Regions from separate parts of the Zea mays genome. Here region 1 is linked to region 2. The links are chromatin contacts, called in public Hi-C maps. All regions are on one chromosome and are shown on one strand. The core of a region is the stretch at or near the end of the contact, and the rest is flanking DNA. Distances in the headings are between cores, read along the strand shown.

Region 1 (2,700 bases), core at 176-2,675, 200 kb before region 2:
AGCCTGAGTCTTAATGTAACCCTATTGCAATTGACATGCAATTTAGAATTAGCTTGCCCTCAGTTCATCACTTTAGTTACCACTCACGCCCCATTTTCCAAGTACAGAGAAAGAAGAGCCTCTCATATCCCGTAATCGAATTCGAAGCCTTACAACGATCGACCGACCCAATGGCACAACAAGCATCGCGACACTCAGTCGAGCGCGTCGCAGCGGCGCCTGACGACGCCCTGGCGCCCCGTCTTGACGCCGACGGCGCCGAGCCTCTGCATCGCGGCGGCGAAGTCCTCGAAGAAGGCGGTGCGGTTGGCGGCGTAGCGCTGGGCGAAGACCCTGGTGGGCGGGTACTCCCAGATGGCGGCGTCGGAGGCGAGCAGGCCGAGGCCGTGGGGCAGGTTCTTGTAGTAGGTCTCGTCGAAGTCCCGGGGCGTGACGATGTCGTTGAAGATGGAGACGGTGGGGTCGGTGCGGTATCCCGCGCAGGAGCGCTGCAGCGCGCGCGCGAACTCCGGGTTGAGCCGCGGGTCGTGGCTGGCGCCCCGGTAGCCGTAGATGCGGGGCGCGAACTCGGCGCAGTGGGAGAAGCCGACGGTGTGGGCGCCGGCCAGCGCCACCATCTCCCGGGGCGAGAGGCCCTTGCGGGCGAAGAGGCGCACCATGGCTCGCGCCGACATGTTGGTGCGGGGCAGGTTGCCCTCGACGTCGCGCGCGTCGGAGCGGCGGGAGTCGCGGCGGCCCAGCGCGACGGGGAACCGGGGCCCGCCCAGGGCGGCCACGAGGTCGCGCGCCGCCAGCGCCAGCGCGTCGGCGCAGGAGACGACGCCCGGGCACTCGGCCTCCAGCGCCGCCTTGGCGCGGGCCACGGCGTCGAAGGCGTCCCCGGGCAGGGAGAGGTTGATCTCCGCGGCGCGCTCCGGCGCGGCGCCGGAGGAGGAGAGCGGCGAGACCAGCACCGAGGCGTCGCAGCCGTTGACGAAGCAGTCGTGGAAGAAGAGCCGCAGCGTGCCCGCCGCCGTGGACGGGTTGGCGCGCTGCTTGGCGGCGACGGCGTCCGACACGATCCGCTCCACGCGCGGGCAGCTGCGGCGGTAGTAGTTGGGCGACAGCCTGGGCGCCGCCCCCGCCGCGCAGCAGGCGGCCGCGGTGGCGAGCAGCGCGAGAGACAGCAGGAGTTGGCGGCGGCGCGGCGGTGGGCCCATGGGCGGAAGGTAGCTTGGTTTGGGAGTGAGAGAGAGTGAAGTCGACGGCGGCGGTGAAGTGATGGTGGCGGTGCCCCTGGCTGGCCTCGATTTGGGGTGGGGAGGGGAGAGGAAGGGAAAGGTGGTGGAGACTGGAGACTGGAGAGTGGATTAGGTGGGTTGTAGTGCTCGTATCGAGATCCTCCTCTGCCGGAGCGACGGACGGATGTTTTGCGTTTGTTTGCATTTGTTTTCCTTAGCTGCCCTGCGGTAGATTAGGTAGTAGTACAGTGTCGCTTGGCGCAATGGTCCCTAGCGCCAGGTTTAAGATGCGCTCATGGCATCAGTTGTGATTTGAGTTGAGCAAACCACAGTTCTGTCCTATCGCTCTCGCTCTACGCAGGTGTAGTAATTTCAGATGGAGTTATTCCCATTCCAGGAGAAACAAAGGGCACGGGACAGGGCGGCAGCAGCACTGAATTTTGCCTTGTACTAGTGCACAACCAAATTTCAGAGATAGATTCGGATATTAAATTTTTAGACTTTTTTCGATTACAAACAAATAACAAATATAATCTGCTATGTAAATTTATATTCTTATTTTTAACATTTAGTCTATTAATATTTATAAAAAGTAAACAACAAATTTATTATATATTTTTAAAATAATTGATATAGAATTTGGATAACTATCTGAATACGGACTCAGATTTTTTTTTCATTTTTTGTTGTAAGGAGAAAATAATGCACACAAAAAACTATATAAAATTTTATTCTTATACTTCATAATATTCTAAATAACGTGAAACAAATTAGTTTAAAATTCTTTGTATATACTATATTAAAATATTAAATGTGTCATATAAGTCGTCGGATGTTTCAGAAACATCCCCACCAAAATTTGTTGGGGTTTTTCAGATATATGTCATTATCAAAATCGAGGATTTTAAAAATGTCATTATAATTTGTGATACCCAGTGGTTGTCATTATTAATTCTAAAAATTTGGCTCATACCATTATCTACGCTCCACGCGTACAGGACTCACCTGAAAATACAAGAATATCCTCATTGGGGACCTACTCGTGCATGCCGTGGCGGTGAAAACTGTTCCTCACCCTCGCATGGAAGGAGATGGTCGGGGCGTGCATGCCCCACGCACTCGCACGCTTGGAGAGTGACAGCGGCGGGCCGTGCTATCACATGTCGGTGGTGGAGCGTAGATAATGGCATGGATCGAATTTGTAGAATTTGTCGGAGACCATAATTAGGGGTACTCTCAAGACTCCTAAATCTCAGCTGGTAACCCTCATCAGCACAAAGCTGCAAAGGTCTAATGGGTGCGACTAAGTCAAGGATCGGTCCATTCGAGGGACGCGATCACGCCTCGCCCGAGCCCAGCCTCGGGCAAGGGCAGCCGACCCCGGAGGATCTACGTCTCGCCCGAGGACCCCCTCCAGCAACGGACACACCTTTGACTCGCCCGAGGCCCAGTCTTCACCAAGAATCAACCTTGGCCAAAT
Region 2 (2,700 bases), core at 122-2,621:
ATCATACTTCACTGTCCTTTGAGAATGTTAAGTCAAATTTATTGTCCAAAGAAAAATTTGATGTTGATTCTCGTTCTGAACCCAAAGGTGAAGGTTTAATTGTTCAAGGATCTGGAAATCATTAATCCAACCTTTATTGCCCTTATTGCAGAAAAATACTCATCATATTTCTCAGTGCCCTAAGGTGAGAAATAAAGAGAAGAGAAAGAAAAAAGAATTGGATAAGTCTTCTGTTGAAGCCAGTTTTGTTGAAACTTTGGATAGTGGAGAAACTGTATTTGTTGCCTCTGTTGAAAAGTGCTCTTCTTGGGTTCTCGATTCCGCTTGCACTTTTCATATTTGTTCACATAGAGATTGGTTTTCTGATTATGTTCAGTCTCATGCTGGTAAGGATGTTATTGGAGATGGATCCACATGTGAGATTATTGGAATCGGCTCTATTTATATCCAAGTTCATGATGGCAGTATTAAGAAACTTATCGATGTCCGTTTTGTTCCAAAATTGAAGAGAAATCTTATTTCTTTGAGCACTTTAGAAGCAATGAGATTCAATTTTGCTGCTATTGATGGTGTTCTTAAGGTTTATCGTGGCAACCGTATTATCTTGAAGGGCAACCGTTTGAATAATCTCTATTACTTGCAATGTTCAACAGTTGATGCTGAAGCTGTTTCAATTGCGTTCCAGAAGAGAGGTTATTTTGATGATATGAAGCCGTGCTCCAGTTCCAAGTCTAATGATTCCTTAGACTTGATTGATATTCAAATTTAGCATCCTAGTAGTGTTTGAGAAAACAGTTTTATAGATTAGCGTCAAGGGGATATTTGTTGGATAAGATCATGTGATCTTATCTCTATCTTGTTGGATAAGATCATGTGACCCTATCTTTATCTACTTTGCCTATATAAATAAGTCTCCCTTGTATCCTGTACTTGAACAACATATAATAGATCTGTTTTCCCGTGGTTTTTTTCTCCTCCACATTCGAGGAGTTCTTTCCATATTAAACTCTATGTCTCCTTTTTGTTCCCACCTGCGATCCTAACAGCTACAATTAGTGGTCCAAGTTACATTAGAACCTGCAGGTTGCAGCACATGCTAACCTGAGTGCTGACCAGGGTTGAGTCCAGGTCGTTGTTCAACCAAACACGTGACCGTTAACCGTTACATGGGCGTCTCGCGGTGACAGCGGGAGAAGAGGAAACCGCGAAGGCGAGACCGCGAGACGACTACGGAGTACGGACAGGAGAAGGCGAGAAGCTCGCAAAGAAAACCAAACCAGAACCCACCCTCGTCGTCCGCCTCCAGAGAAGCAGAAAATCGTGTCCCGAGTCCGCCGCCCTACGCCTACTGCTCCTCCCACCACCACCAAACAAACACCACACCGCGCGCCACGCCTCCGTCTGCCGGCGGTGACCGAGCCAGCTCATCAGCGGCCAAGGAGCGGGATGCCGGGGCCAGGAGCGCACCTGCTGTACGCTCTGTCGGGCGGTGCGGCGCTGTCTCGGCTCGCCGGCCCGGACCGCCGCTTCGGGCCGCACCACTGCGCCGTCTACGCAGCGAACGCGTTCCTCGGCCCGGACCTCGGCTCCTTCGCCGAGTGGCTCTGCTCCTTCCTCCCCTCGGCCTCCGCCGCGGGGGACCTCGCCATGGCCGCCGTGCACCACCCCTTCTACTACCCGCTCCTCCTCGGCCTCCCGCTCGCCTGGGCCTACGCCTGGCTCTCCCGCCGTCTGCTTCGCGCCGGCGTCCTCGACTCTCCCTCCGGGGTGGGTGCCGGAATTTCCAATTCCTCATGAATCCTTCTTTCGCCGCGTTGGATTTGCTATGTTTGCTTCCTCCCACTTTTTTTAATCTACTGTTCGGTACGGCTGCGTTCGGAGTCTAGCAACTTGGTGCCAATGCCATTCTAGTTTAGCAAATGCCGCGTTATCTTAATCCTCTGTTGCAGAATAGTGTTGAGTAGCTTCGCAGCCCAGACGCCTCTGTATCAATCTAGTGTTGCGTGCCTGATTTGTTTAATCTTGGTGGCTTGGTGCTGCTGCAGGTACCATTAAGAAAGAGGCAGTGTTTCTTGCTGATCTCTGCCGGCTCGCTCTCCCACTTTTTCTTGGATCACTTGTTTGAGGTGAGCATTCAGTAGTTTGGATTTTTTGTCAACCGGAAGTCGGCAAGGAATGTCTCGTGAACATGGGATGTATCAGCTTAGAATTGATGTCCCAACTTTAAAAGTGTGTGCTTGACATCTTGGACAGTTGGACCCAAGTTGTTCTAGAAATACCCAACTAATCCAACTGGCATGATGTTTCTGCACTGCATGTGAAGTAAAATTTGTTCAGATCACAAATGAACCTTTCCCTTTGATGCTTTGGGATTGAATGTGTCATTTTACCCGACTGAGTCATGTTACACACTTATACTGCTGCAGGAGAATGGGCATTCTACAATGTACACTTGGATACTGAGCACTGGTTGGTGGAAAGGTCGTGCTCCTATCAATCCAGATGCAGTGCTCGTCGTAGGACTTCTTTGCACTTGCCTCATGGGGGGATATGTGTACATCAACAGGTGATAGCTTTTTAGGTGCACTATCCCAAGTACAAACTAAAAAATGTTACACAGAAACTAGATTAGGTTTCTTGCAAGATTCTAAATAGATAGCTATATCATGTGCTGTTATAAAGTGCAGTGTGTTTTGGAAC

What was found. Hi-C and Micro-C count contacts between places; a contact is called where the count stands out from the background.
Region 1: a Hi-C map of ear shows a contact between it and region 2, with 9 times the contacts expected there. The contact joins the promoter of LOC100285655 here to the promoter of LOC100278581 in region 2. A contact is called at or near these places in 6 of 25 Hi-C or Micro-C datasets (bundle sheath, ear, endosperm and 3 more).

The regions. Positions count from the first base shown.
Region 1 is chr2:42,343,557-42,346,256 of Zm-B73-REFERENCE-NAM-5.0, reverse strand. LOC100285655 reads right to left here and starts at 1,425. Exons shown (of 1, transcript NM_001291638.2): 1 at 1-1,425. The coding sequence starts at 1,199. The coding sequence ends at 195.
Region 2 is chr2:42,144,673-42,147,372 of Zm-B73-REFERENCE-NAM-5.0, reverse strand. LOC100278581 reads left to right here and starts at 1,371. Exons shown (of 4, transcript NM_001165648.1): 1 at 1,371-1,767; 2 at 2,046-2,126; 3 at 2,427-2,566. The coding sequence starts at 1,447.